Linked DNA regions of Sus scrofa: region 2 is linked to region 1. A link is a contact called in public Hi-C data. All regions are on one chromosome and are shown on one strand. Each heading gives the region's core, a stretch centred on a gene start, on an enhancer-like site or on the middle of the called end of the contact. The rest is flanking DNA. Distances are from core to core; before and after follow the strand shown.

Region 1 (5,258 bases), core at 1,837-4,336:
AAGTAAGGCACTGACAGGTAATTCTGTACAGATGATCAAGAATAAAATCCTGGAGTTCCCATTGTGGCGCAGCGTAAACAAATCTGACTAGCATCCATGAGGACGAGGGTTCGATCCCTGGCCTCGCTCAGTGGGTTAAGGATCTGGCATTGTGTGAGCTGTGGTGTAGGTCGCAGATGCGGCTTGAATCTGAGTTGCTGTGGCTGTGGTATAGGCCGGCATCTATAGCTTGGTTCAACCCCATAGCCTAGGAACCTACACGTGCCACAGGTACAGCCCTAAAAAGACCAAAGGAAATAATTAAATAAATATCCTTTTAAAGGCAACTGTTGAAAAACTCCAAGTCACGTCTCGGTCATATGACAAGCCCAGGAGCTCTCTGAAGGGGCAAAGCCTACAGATTCTAGGGTCAAGGGCCTCATGTGGGCATCTGTCTGGTGGTACCGTCCAGACACCAGCCTCTTGTTTCATTAACTTACACTGTTGTGTACAGCCCTCCCTCAAGCCTTACACACCATAACACGGGCAGTTAAGGTAACATCCTTCTAAACACCTCATTCGAGCAGGCCTGGCTAGACAGAGATTAACCCCTGCCTCGTTACAGCTCAAGAGTACATGTATAAAACAGTAAGACTCAGCTTCTCTGTTCACAGGCGTTTCCACGACTAGGCAGGAACTGGCTCATAACCTATGTGTTTATTAACAGATGTCTCCGTGTTGAGCATTGAGGACACAAATACGGATGTTGCAGTGTGGTCCCCACACCCGAGGAGATCACCAGGTGGAATAGCATCTAAATAAATTACAAGGTAAGATTTTCCCCACACTCCTGGAAAGCAGAGCAGGAGTGAGGAGGGGGACCACGTGTAAGTGCCAGGGATGCTGGGATTAAGAACCTGGAGCTTCTCCACCCAGAAAAGGGCTTCTCAACTTCGGCGCCACTGACCTTTTGGACCAGAAGATTCTTTGTTGTGAGGGAATGCCCTGGGCGCTGCGGGACACTTAGCTTCATCTCTGGTCTCTACCTGCTAGAGGCCAGGGAGAATATGTAACTTCCCCTCACTCACACTATCCAGTTCAACTTCCTGTAGTCATGTGACCGCCAGGCAGTTGAAAAGCGGCCAGTGCTAGTGAAGAACTCAATTTTAGAGTGAATTTACTTTTAATTAACTTATTTAAATAGCCACATGTGGCTACTGTACTGGGCGGTGTCACCTAGAGAAAACCCAGCTCTGTCACTACTCTAGGATCCGTTCTACCCAACTTCTTCTGAGAGCCCAGTGTTCCCTGGTGGCTTGCTGGGTTAAGGAGCTGGGGTTCTCACGGCTGTTGTGTGTGTTACATCCTTGGCAGGGGAACTTTTGAATGCTGAGGGCATGGCCAACAAAAAAGAGCCCACCTCCCTTTAAAGCTACAATACTCAAGAATAGGTCAGGGGAGAGCCAGCTGACTGTGTGTGACAAGGATGGGTCTGTCCTACCAAAGCTTTCAGGGCTGTGGGACTGTTGCAGGGCGTGTTAAGCTGACTGTGCAACCATGAAAGCCTGTCCCCTCACCTTGAGTAAGGTGTGACCCACATGCTTCTGATACACATATCTGCCTTGTCCAAGGAAGTGATGTGCACGGGCAGGAAGTGGGAAGCCACAATTGTAAACCAAGCTAACTGGTTTACCTTGAGACAGAAAGAGTTCCTGTCCTGGCTCAGCAGTTAACGAATCTAACTAGCATCCACGAGAACAGGTTCAATCCCTGGCGTTGCTCAGTGGGTTAAGGAATAGGTGTTGCCGAAAGCTGTGGTGTAGACGCGGCTCAGATCTGAGCGACCCGGAGCTACAGCTCCGATTCAACCCCTCGCCTAGGAACTTGCATATACTGCGGGTGCGGCCCTAAAAAAGAGACGGAACTTATATTCTACAATGAAAAATCTGCTAAACCAGCACATTACAAGACAATTAAACAAACCAAAAAACCCTCAAAAAACGCTGGGACATGCTGAAGAAAATGGACTTGCCAGCGTTTGTGGCATCAACCAGGTAGACGTCGCCGCGGTAGCGCCAGGAGCGCTGGAGCGCGGAGATCAACTTTTTGACTCCATAGCCAGTCTTGGCGCTGATGAGCCGCACGTCCTTAAGCACCGCATGGGACCTGGCCGAGTGGTTCGCCTTATCCGCCCGGTCCCGCGGCTGCTTCCGGCCGGGGTGTTGGGACCTCCGGGAGCCAAGAGGCAGGAGACCGACGCGGGGGCAGTCGTCCCACAGCCGCTCCCGGATGCGCTGCCGGTATCCGGGGGCGTCCTGGGGCAGCAGGTCCACCTTGTTCCCCAGCACGATCAGCGCTTGGGGCCCACGAGCGCGGGCACGTTGGGCAGCAGGGCGTCGGGCAGATCAAGCAGGTCCACCTTGTACAGCACCAGCGCGGACTCCAGCCGCCGCAAGCGCAGGGCGCGCCGGTGGTGCACCAGCAGACAGCAGCGCTGGCACACTGTCCGCGCCAGCCCGCCCTTCGCCTGCGCCGCCGCGCGGAGGAACTTCTCGCTGGGCAGGTAGCCGGGCACGCCGGGGTCCTGGCGGTACAGCTCCGCCCCGCATCCCGAACAGTTCAGGCCGCTGGGTGCCACCGTCGGGTCCGGGTGCCCCACGACCGGCTGCGCCCGCTGCACCCGCCGAGCGGCCCGGAGCTTCTGCTGGCGCCGCTCCTCCCGCCGCTGCTGCATCTGTCGTTCGTTCTCTTCTTGCCGCTGCTGCACCTCTCGTAGCTGGTCTTGGCGGGTCGGTGCGGGCTCCGGCTCCGGGATGTACTTGGGGAACAGAAAACTCTCCTCTCTTCGCTGACCCCAGTCTCAGTCTGGCACGGAGGACGCCCACGGCCCAGGCCCCACGAGTGCTGGGATGAGAGGCTGACCACTCATCTCCTATCCAGGAGCGCGTCCCGGAGCCAAAGGCGCGCGGCCGTGGGAGAGGCTCCCTGCAGGAGGCCACACGGCAGCCTAGGAGCAAGGGTGGCAAGGGGCGGACCACCCCTTCGCGCGCGCACTGCGGCCCCAGCTGCGCGGTAAACGAGAAAAAGCCTGGGACGACCAGAGAGTTGTCATTGGTCAGCGTCGCCCTTCGGCTCCTCCTCCCTGGTCTCATCTCGTGAGATCTCGCGATGAAGCCTCTGATGCCGAGAACCCACCTAAAGCGAAGCTAAAGGCTTTGTAGGTGCGGGCTCCGCTGGGTTGGCCAGTTTGGGCAGCCAGTGAAGCTTTGCCTACTTCCGGGCTTCTTCAGCGCGCTGCCGCTGGTACTGTCTGCAGCTCGGAAATCTCATTTCTTCCTGTTTTTTGGCTATGTAACTGGCAAATATATAACACCTAAGGCCGTAAAATTATAACCACAAAGCCTTTTGTGATACATCCACTTGGGTTTTTTTCAGGTGTCATTATTAGTGGAATATTAAAAAAAACTTTATTATCTGGTTCCAAGACTGAGCGTAGCCGTAGTCATGTCTTCTGACCAGAGAAGTCTGAACCCACGATTTGCGCATGTGCAATTCTGGACGTTAGCAAATGCTTCACTCTTCGCGCAGGCGCACACAGTATGCGGCAGCCTCTTGGGCAGTGCAGGCCTGGGACGCAGGCGCAGACCTTAAGCGCCGTCCCCGTGGGCGGTGCTGGCTTGGAGCGCAAGCGCAGACCTTACTAGGCGCCCCCATGGGCGGTGCTGGCTTGGTACGCTAGCGCAGATCTTACGGGGAGTCTTAGTGGGCGGTGCTGGCGTGAGGTACAGGAAGTTTTGGGACCCCCAGACTGGGTTCATTTGTGTGGTGCTCAGGTCGTCGGTGGTCTTTTCTCCCTGTGCTTTTTTGGGTTCGCGTCTTGTGACCCACTTGTGGGTTTGTGTGACGCAGACGAGGGTAGGTGGCCCCTCAGAAACACCGCGGCGACCCGCTCGAGGGGGAAACGTGGGAGCCGGGCGAGTCGAGGGTTTGTGGCCTTCTCACCCGCCCGCCGCGCAGGGTCCCCAGGCGTTCCCCCCTCCGCCTTCCCCGGGCCGGGGACGAACCAGGGATTTGGAAGGTGGACCGGCGGGGAGCGCAGCATTTATGACATTTGTTGTCTCCACTGGCTGCTTCTGGATAAGTGACACCTCCCCGTTTTGGAAGAGCGGCCCCCCATGCGACCAGTACCGGTGTTTGGGGTTCATCTGAAGCAAAGGGCTCCTCGATTTCCCTTAAGGTCAGAGGTAGTGGATTTATTGAATAGTCGAATGTTTGAACGTCAGCTTGTGCCGGGCGATGTGCTAGGCTCTGCAAATACAGCTGGTGCAGAGAATACAGGGTGGGAGGGGGGATTGGGCTTGTTTGGCGTCCTTCACTCTGCTTTCCGCTTAAGTAAATTATCTTGAGAGATGACTTTTACATCTCCGTTTTCCACAAGGTGACACAGTTCTAGGAGGTGGTGTTTGCTTATTGAATAGGGCCAGTATCTTTTTTTTTACATGTATAATTTTTTACATGTAGAATTCCATATTTTCATTTTTTTTTTTCGGCTTTTGTCTTTTTAGGGCCACACCCACGGCACATGGAGGTTCTCAGGCTGGGGGTCTAATCGGAGCTACAGCCGCCAGCCTGTGCCGCAGCAACAGCAACGCCAGATCCAAGCTGTGTCTTCGACCTACATACACCACGGCATCGCCGGATCCTTAACCCGCTGTTGGAGACCAGGGATCGAACCCTCAACCTCATGGTTCCTAGTTAGATTCGTTTCCACTGTGCCAGGAGGGGAACTCCTACCTTAACTTTTGAGTTAAGCTCTAAAGTATATTCTTATGGCTCACAGGCTAGAAAATTTAAAAATGCAAACTGTCCACCATCTCTCTGTCTGCAGTGAGCCCTTTCCACTTAGATTCTTAGCTGTCCATATACTTTCCTTATGCTCAGACAAATCGCCATGGTGTTCTACCCCACCCCGGGCCAAATGGCACTGCTCTGTAACTGTTGCCTGTGGGATCTGTTTCCAGGTGGTGAAAGTGCCAGGTTCTAACCACTCTTCTACACGTTTATTTTTTGCTTTATACATCTACATCCAGGAGGTTTTCCTATCAGTAGGGAGAGAGCATCCTACTTTTTCTGCAGCTGCCTAGTTTGTGTGGATATACCATAACTTCATTTGTGTCTCGATGGATAGTTGGGTTATTTCCAGTCTTTTTCTGCTTCAAACAATGTTCTAATGAGTAACCCTGTACATGCCACTTTGTCCAGTAGGAGTGTATCTGTAG
Region 2 (4,884 bases), core at 1,969-4,468, 270 kb after region 1:
ACGAGTGCATTTTCATTCCACAAGTAAAATTACTTCTGCGGGAGAGGAGGGGACAGGATGCAAAGGGACCAGGGGACTGCCAAGGAACTCAGATGTAAAGGAACGGAGCAAAAGGGGGCCAAGAACTAAATAAAGGAGCGCCTCGATCTCTTCCAACCCCTGAGAGAACGTCATGCCACATCCTGACGTCGCCATGACCTTTTCATTAAACTGGATTTTCAAATCCCCTCTTCCAGTTACTCATTTCTTTGGGGACCTAAGATTCAATGGCAATAAATTCATGATGACAGTCTTAAGATTTGAGATTATTAGGTCATTACCTTTCAGATAGAGCTTTTTAAAAGACAGATTTGCCTCTTATCACAGAGGCACAGAAAACAAGCATGGATAAGCACAGATAAACAAGATGGATAAGCAGTGATCTCAGAAAAGACAGGACTGGGAAGAGACGGGGGTGTCCAGGGCTCTAGGAAAGGTGCTCTGAGAGGTGGCTTTGTAACTTGCATGGATACTTTTTTTTTTTTTTTTTGCTGCACCCACTGCATGTGGAAGTTTCCACGCCAGGAATCGAACCTGTGCCACAGCAGCAACAATGCTGGCTCCTTAATCCACTCCACCACTCCCTGTATGTATACTTTCTTTACTAGCAAGACCAGACAGGCTTTGTGCATTCTCGGCTGTACAGCATCTGGCACGGAGCTGACACACGTCAGATGCTCAATCAACACAGGGTAAGTGAGACCAACAGAGATGCCCCCCCCATACTTGAGGCAGTGTAACTCAAGTTTCCCGAGGGTGGAAATGGCTGGAAGAAGCCAGAAAATTCATTTCCTACGCTGTGCAAAGGATTGGGAAGCGATTGGGAGTGTCTAAATAGCACAGAAGTTAAGTACTCTGATGGGTTTGCTTCTATAATTGTCAAAACACATCCAGGAGTCAGGAAAACTATTTGAGGAGATCTGGCTTTAGGCCCACTTGCCTCAGCTGTGGAAAAGTACTCTGGAGAACCTCGTATTCTGTGCTGCCCTCGCTGGCAGGCGTTCTCCTATAAATGCTCCCAGGCCCTATCCAGTAACTCTAAATTTAGGTTAGGAAGAAAAGACTAATTCACGACAAGGTTTCCAATTTTAGATACTATTTCTCTTAACATTTTCCCAAACATAAAGAAAAACTAGGTCTGCACCCTCCTAGGGACTGCATCCTGGGAGACGCTGGGGATTCGGATTTACATACTAATGAGCTTCTATGACTAGTTCCATGTGACCATCAGTCTCAGTATTTTATGACTGCACATCAGGGATGTAAATAGCATGAGAGAAGATGGATAAAACTAGCTACAGGCTAGAACTGACAACAATACTTAACTAATAACCAAGCCAACCTGTTCTGCTAAAGCAAGTTCCAGTGATTGGGAAAGACAACGGGGAAAATTCCCGTGGAATGTGTAAGAAAAACATCAACATTTGGAGTGAATTCTTAAACTATGCACATTTCTCTTTTCATGGTATGACTGATAAAGTAGATCAAAAGGAGCACATGATGGTTTCTGTTGGAAGAGTACGTGGATTATTTTGGATTGCGACTTTCTAAATTTAAAGCAGTGATAATATAGTTAACATAAGTCGCTTACACTATTTAAGGCTTTCAATAGTAAACTCTGAAGTCAGTGACAGAGGACCTATAAGCCATTGGACTTCTGGGAAGAACTCTAAAAAAAACCCACAATTATTTGGAAAGCTTGGAGAGAGCCTGAGTGTGTCAAAGAAGCAACTGCTTCTGTCATTTCAGAACTGTCTCCTCTCTCCCTTTTCCACCCTGGCTGGGACCAGGGCCAGGAGCAGGACTGCCAAGGCTGGATTTCTAACTTTCCCTTGAAACTGCTGCCGATGGAAAATGTTATTTCAGACATTAGAATTACAAGCTTGGATTTTGTTTTGTTTTGTTTTTTGTTTGTTTTCGCAAGTCCAGACTCTCTTTATTTTCCTCTTTCATTTATGGCAAGCTTGGACTTGTTTGGAATAAAATAAACGATCAAACATAACCTCAAAGGCATTCCTGCTGAACAGTGCATCCTGGGGAGAAATTACGCAAAAAAGGAACAAGAAAGTAAAACAAAATGGTCATAAAGTTCGAAACATAAACATCACAAAAAACAGTTCTTCAAAGAGTTTGTATTTTTTTTTTTGCCCACAAATAATTAACTAGTTAGATTACTGTTTGAGAATCTCTAACTTCCAGTAAGTGAATTGCTTCCCTTAACATTAGGAAACCAGGACGCCCAATTTTTAAAATTCCTACAATCTAGCCAAGCAAACGCGGGATAAACAACTTCTCTCTGAAAATCCTCCTGTATTTCACCAAACTTCTTTCCCCTATCTCCTGGCTCCATCTCTACACCCAAGCCAAGAAAGAATCATTCGAAAATGGCATCTCCGCATCCCCAACAGAACAGAGGCACCTTCTGGGAGTCGATCTGCCAGCTGAGCTGGGTGAGCTCTGGGGGAGGGAGAGTCTGCGGCATCAGGAAAAACTTTTTTCCTTCTCTGTCTCCAGTCGCCCCGCAAAGCTCTCTTTCCTGACGCACGCCCCAAACCCTCCAAAGAGAAGCCTCGGAAAAGAGAAGGGGAGGGTCACCCACCCTCCCGGCATCCCGCCCCGAGTCCAGGGATGCGCGCGCGGAGCCGTGGGAACCGGCCGTGCTCACCTTGCTCGCAGGTGCCCTTGCTGACCTGGGTGACGGCTTTCTCCCCGCGGCTCTCGGCCCTCAGGCTGGCGGCGCGCAGCTGGCAGCCGCTGGGGTAGGTGACGCCGTCGCTGCCGCACACCGGGTAGCGGCTCTTGCACACGCACACACCGCTTACGCCCGGGCCGCCGGCTGCTGCGCCCGCTTTACCCTTCCGCCTCTTGCGGCTCTTCACGCACTCCATGCCCGGCGCGCAGTGCCCCCTGCCGGCGCCGCCGCCCCCGCACGGCTCGCCCTCGCCGCGCGCGCACACCGGGCAGCAGCCGCACGCGTCGCGGGTCTCGCCCAGCGGGCAGCCCCGCGGGGGCAGGGGCGGGCAGGTGGCCGGCTCGCAGGGGCCGCAGGCGTCCGAAGAGGAGGAAGAGGAGAGGGGCAGCAGCAGGAGCAGCAGCCCGGCGGCGCCCAGCAGCAGGGCGGGCAGCGGCGGCCGCTCCATAACGGGGCGCGGGGCTCAGGGCGGCAGCCGGAGCGCGATTGAGCGGCAGCCTGCGGGCCTGCCTTTTAAGCCCTGCGCCCCGCCCAGCGGCGGGAGCCACACCCCGCGGCGCCTGAGCCCGCACCGCCTCTCCCACGCCCACGCCGCCCTCCCGGATCGCGGGCTCCCGCGCGCCCCTGCTGGCCGCGGGCGGGCATCAGCGGCCGGGCGTCTCAGCCGCTGGGATAGGCGCCCCTTTGGCTGCGGAGGGTGCGCCCCAGCCCTTCCAGGGTCGCCCGCAGTGACAGCAGCCCCTCATGATCTGGTCCCTGACTCTCACAGTCCCGCTAGTCCTAGTTTTTGTCTTTTCTTTGTCTCTTTATGGCCGCACTTGTGGCATATGGAAGTTTCCAGGCTAGGGATCCGATGGGAGCTGCAGCTGCGGGCCTAGGCTATAGATGTGGCAACATGGGATCCTTAATCCACTGAGTCCAGAGATCCAACCCGAGTCCTCATGGATAGTTGTTCAACCCGCTGAGCCACAACGGGAACTCCCGGATATACCCACTTCTCAACAACAGCAAAGTTGAGATGACCCCCTATTTAATCCATTATAGTCGGGGGTGGGGGTGGGGGTCTGGGAGGCCCGAGTACTGAGCACTCTGTTAAAAGAGTTTTGGAAGCTCCATTAAGAATAACGGGCTTTTCAACACCCACGTGAGGGTTTCGTGTCTGCATTGGCCACAGGCCCAGGGTGTCTTGGGTGCGGAGCCGAAAGGACAGGTCTTTGCCAAGCACTCCTATTTTCCAAGTACTCCTATTTTCGCGACCTCGTAACTGCCTCCTCCCGTGTGCTTTCTTATGCCAAGTCAGCTTGTAAGTAGGAGCACTGGAATTCCCTCCAGAGCTGGCAGGTCTTCAGTCCCAGTACACAGTACTGGGCCTCCATCAGACCCCTCTGGAGAACTGAGCACAGCTGGGGGTGCCACTGAGGCCCCTCAAGCGCCTCGATCTTCATCAATCATCCCCGTCAAAGCCTTTTTTTTTTTTTTTTGGTCCAAGAAAAAAGGCTCTTTAAATCCCTCTTATCCAAGCGTTTAGGTTGTTTCTTCTTTTTTCTTTTCTTCTTCTTCTCCTTTTTTTTTTTTTTTTAATGTCCTCACCCGCAGCACATGGAAGTTCCTGGGCCAGGGATTGAATCTGAGCTTCAGCTGCAAACTACACCAACAGCTGTGGCCACATCGGATCTTTTAACCCTTTAACCCTTTAACCCTTTATCCTTGGGCCCTTATGGGGAATGAACTTGAACCTCCGTAGTGACCCAGAGCTGCTGCAGAGGGATTCTTAACTCACTGTGCCAGAGCCAGAACTCCGTCCATTTTTATTAAACATATGACACTGTAGTGTGCATCATTATGCACATGGAATTTTAGTTCTTTGAGGTTTTTTTTTTTTTTTTTTTTTTTGCTTTTCAAGGCCACACCCAGCATATGGGAGTTCCCAGGCTAGGGATCCAATCAGAGCTGCAGCTGCCAGCCTACACCACAGCTCACAGCAACCCAATGAATGCTTAACCCACTGAATGAGTCCAGGGATCATGGACCCCTATCTTCATGGATACTAGTTGGATTCGTTTCCTCTGAGCCACCACAGGAACTCCCCGAGTTCTTTTTCCTTAGCACAAATGCAAGAATTTATAGGATCATTAACTCAGTTGTGGTTCACA

What was found. A called contact is a pair of places that touch in the nucleus more often than the background predicts.
Region 2: a Hi-C map of liver shows a contact between it and region 1, with 5 times the contacts expected there. The contact joins the promoter of IGFBP7 here to the promoter of LOC100626988 in region 1. A contact is called at or near these places in 4 of 47 Hi-C or Micro-C datasets (embryonic fibroblasts, heart right ventricle, liver and 1 more).

The regions. Positions count from the first base shown.
Region 1 is chr8:56,080,796-56,086,053 of Sscrofa11.1, forward strand. LOC100626988 (nitric oxide-associated protein 1) reads right to left here and starts at 3,087. Exons shown (of 4, transcript XM_013978717.2): 1 at 2,838-3,087; 2 at 2,338-2,835; 3 at 1-2,335. The coding sequence starts at 3,087. The coding sequence ends at 1,953. The region is part of intron 1 of LOC100621006 (RE1-silencing transcription factor-like); the gene reads left to right.
Region 2 is chr8:56,354,604-56,359,487 of Sscrofa11.1, forward strand. IGFBP7 (insulin like growth factor binding protein 7) reads right to left here and starts at 3,219. Exons shown (of 5, transcript NM_001163801.1): 1 at 2,705-3,219. The coding sequence starts at 3,179.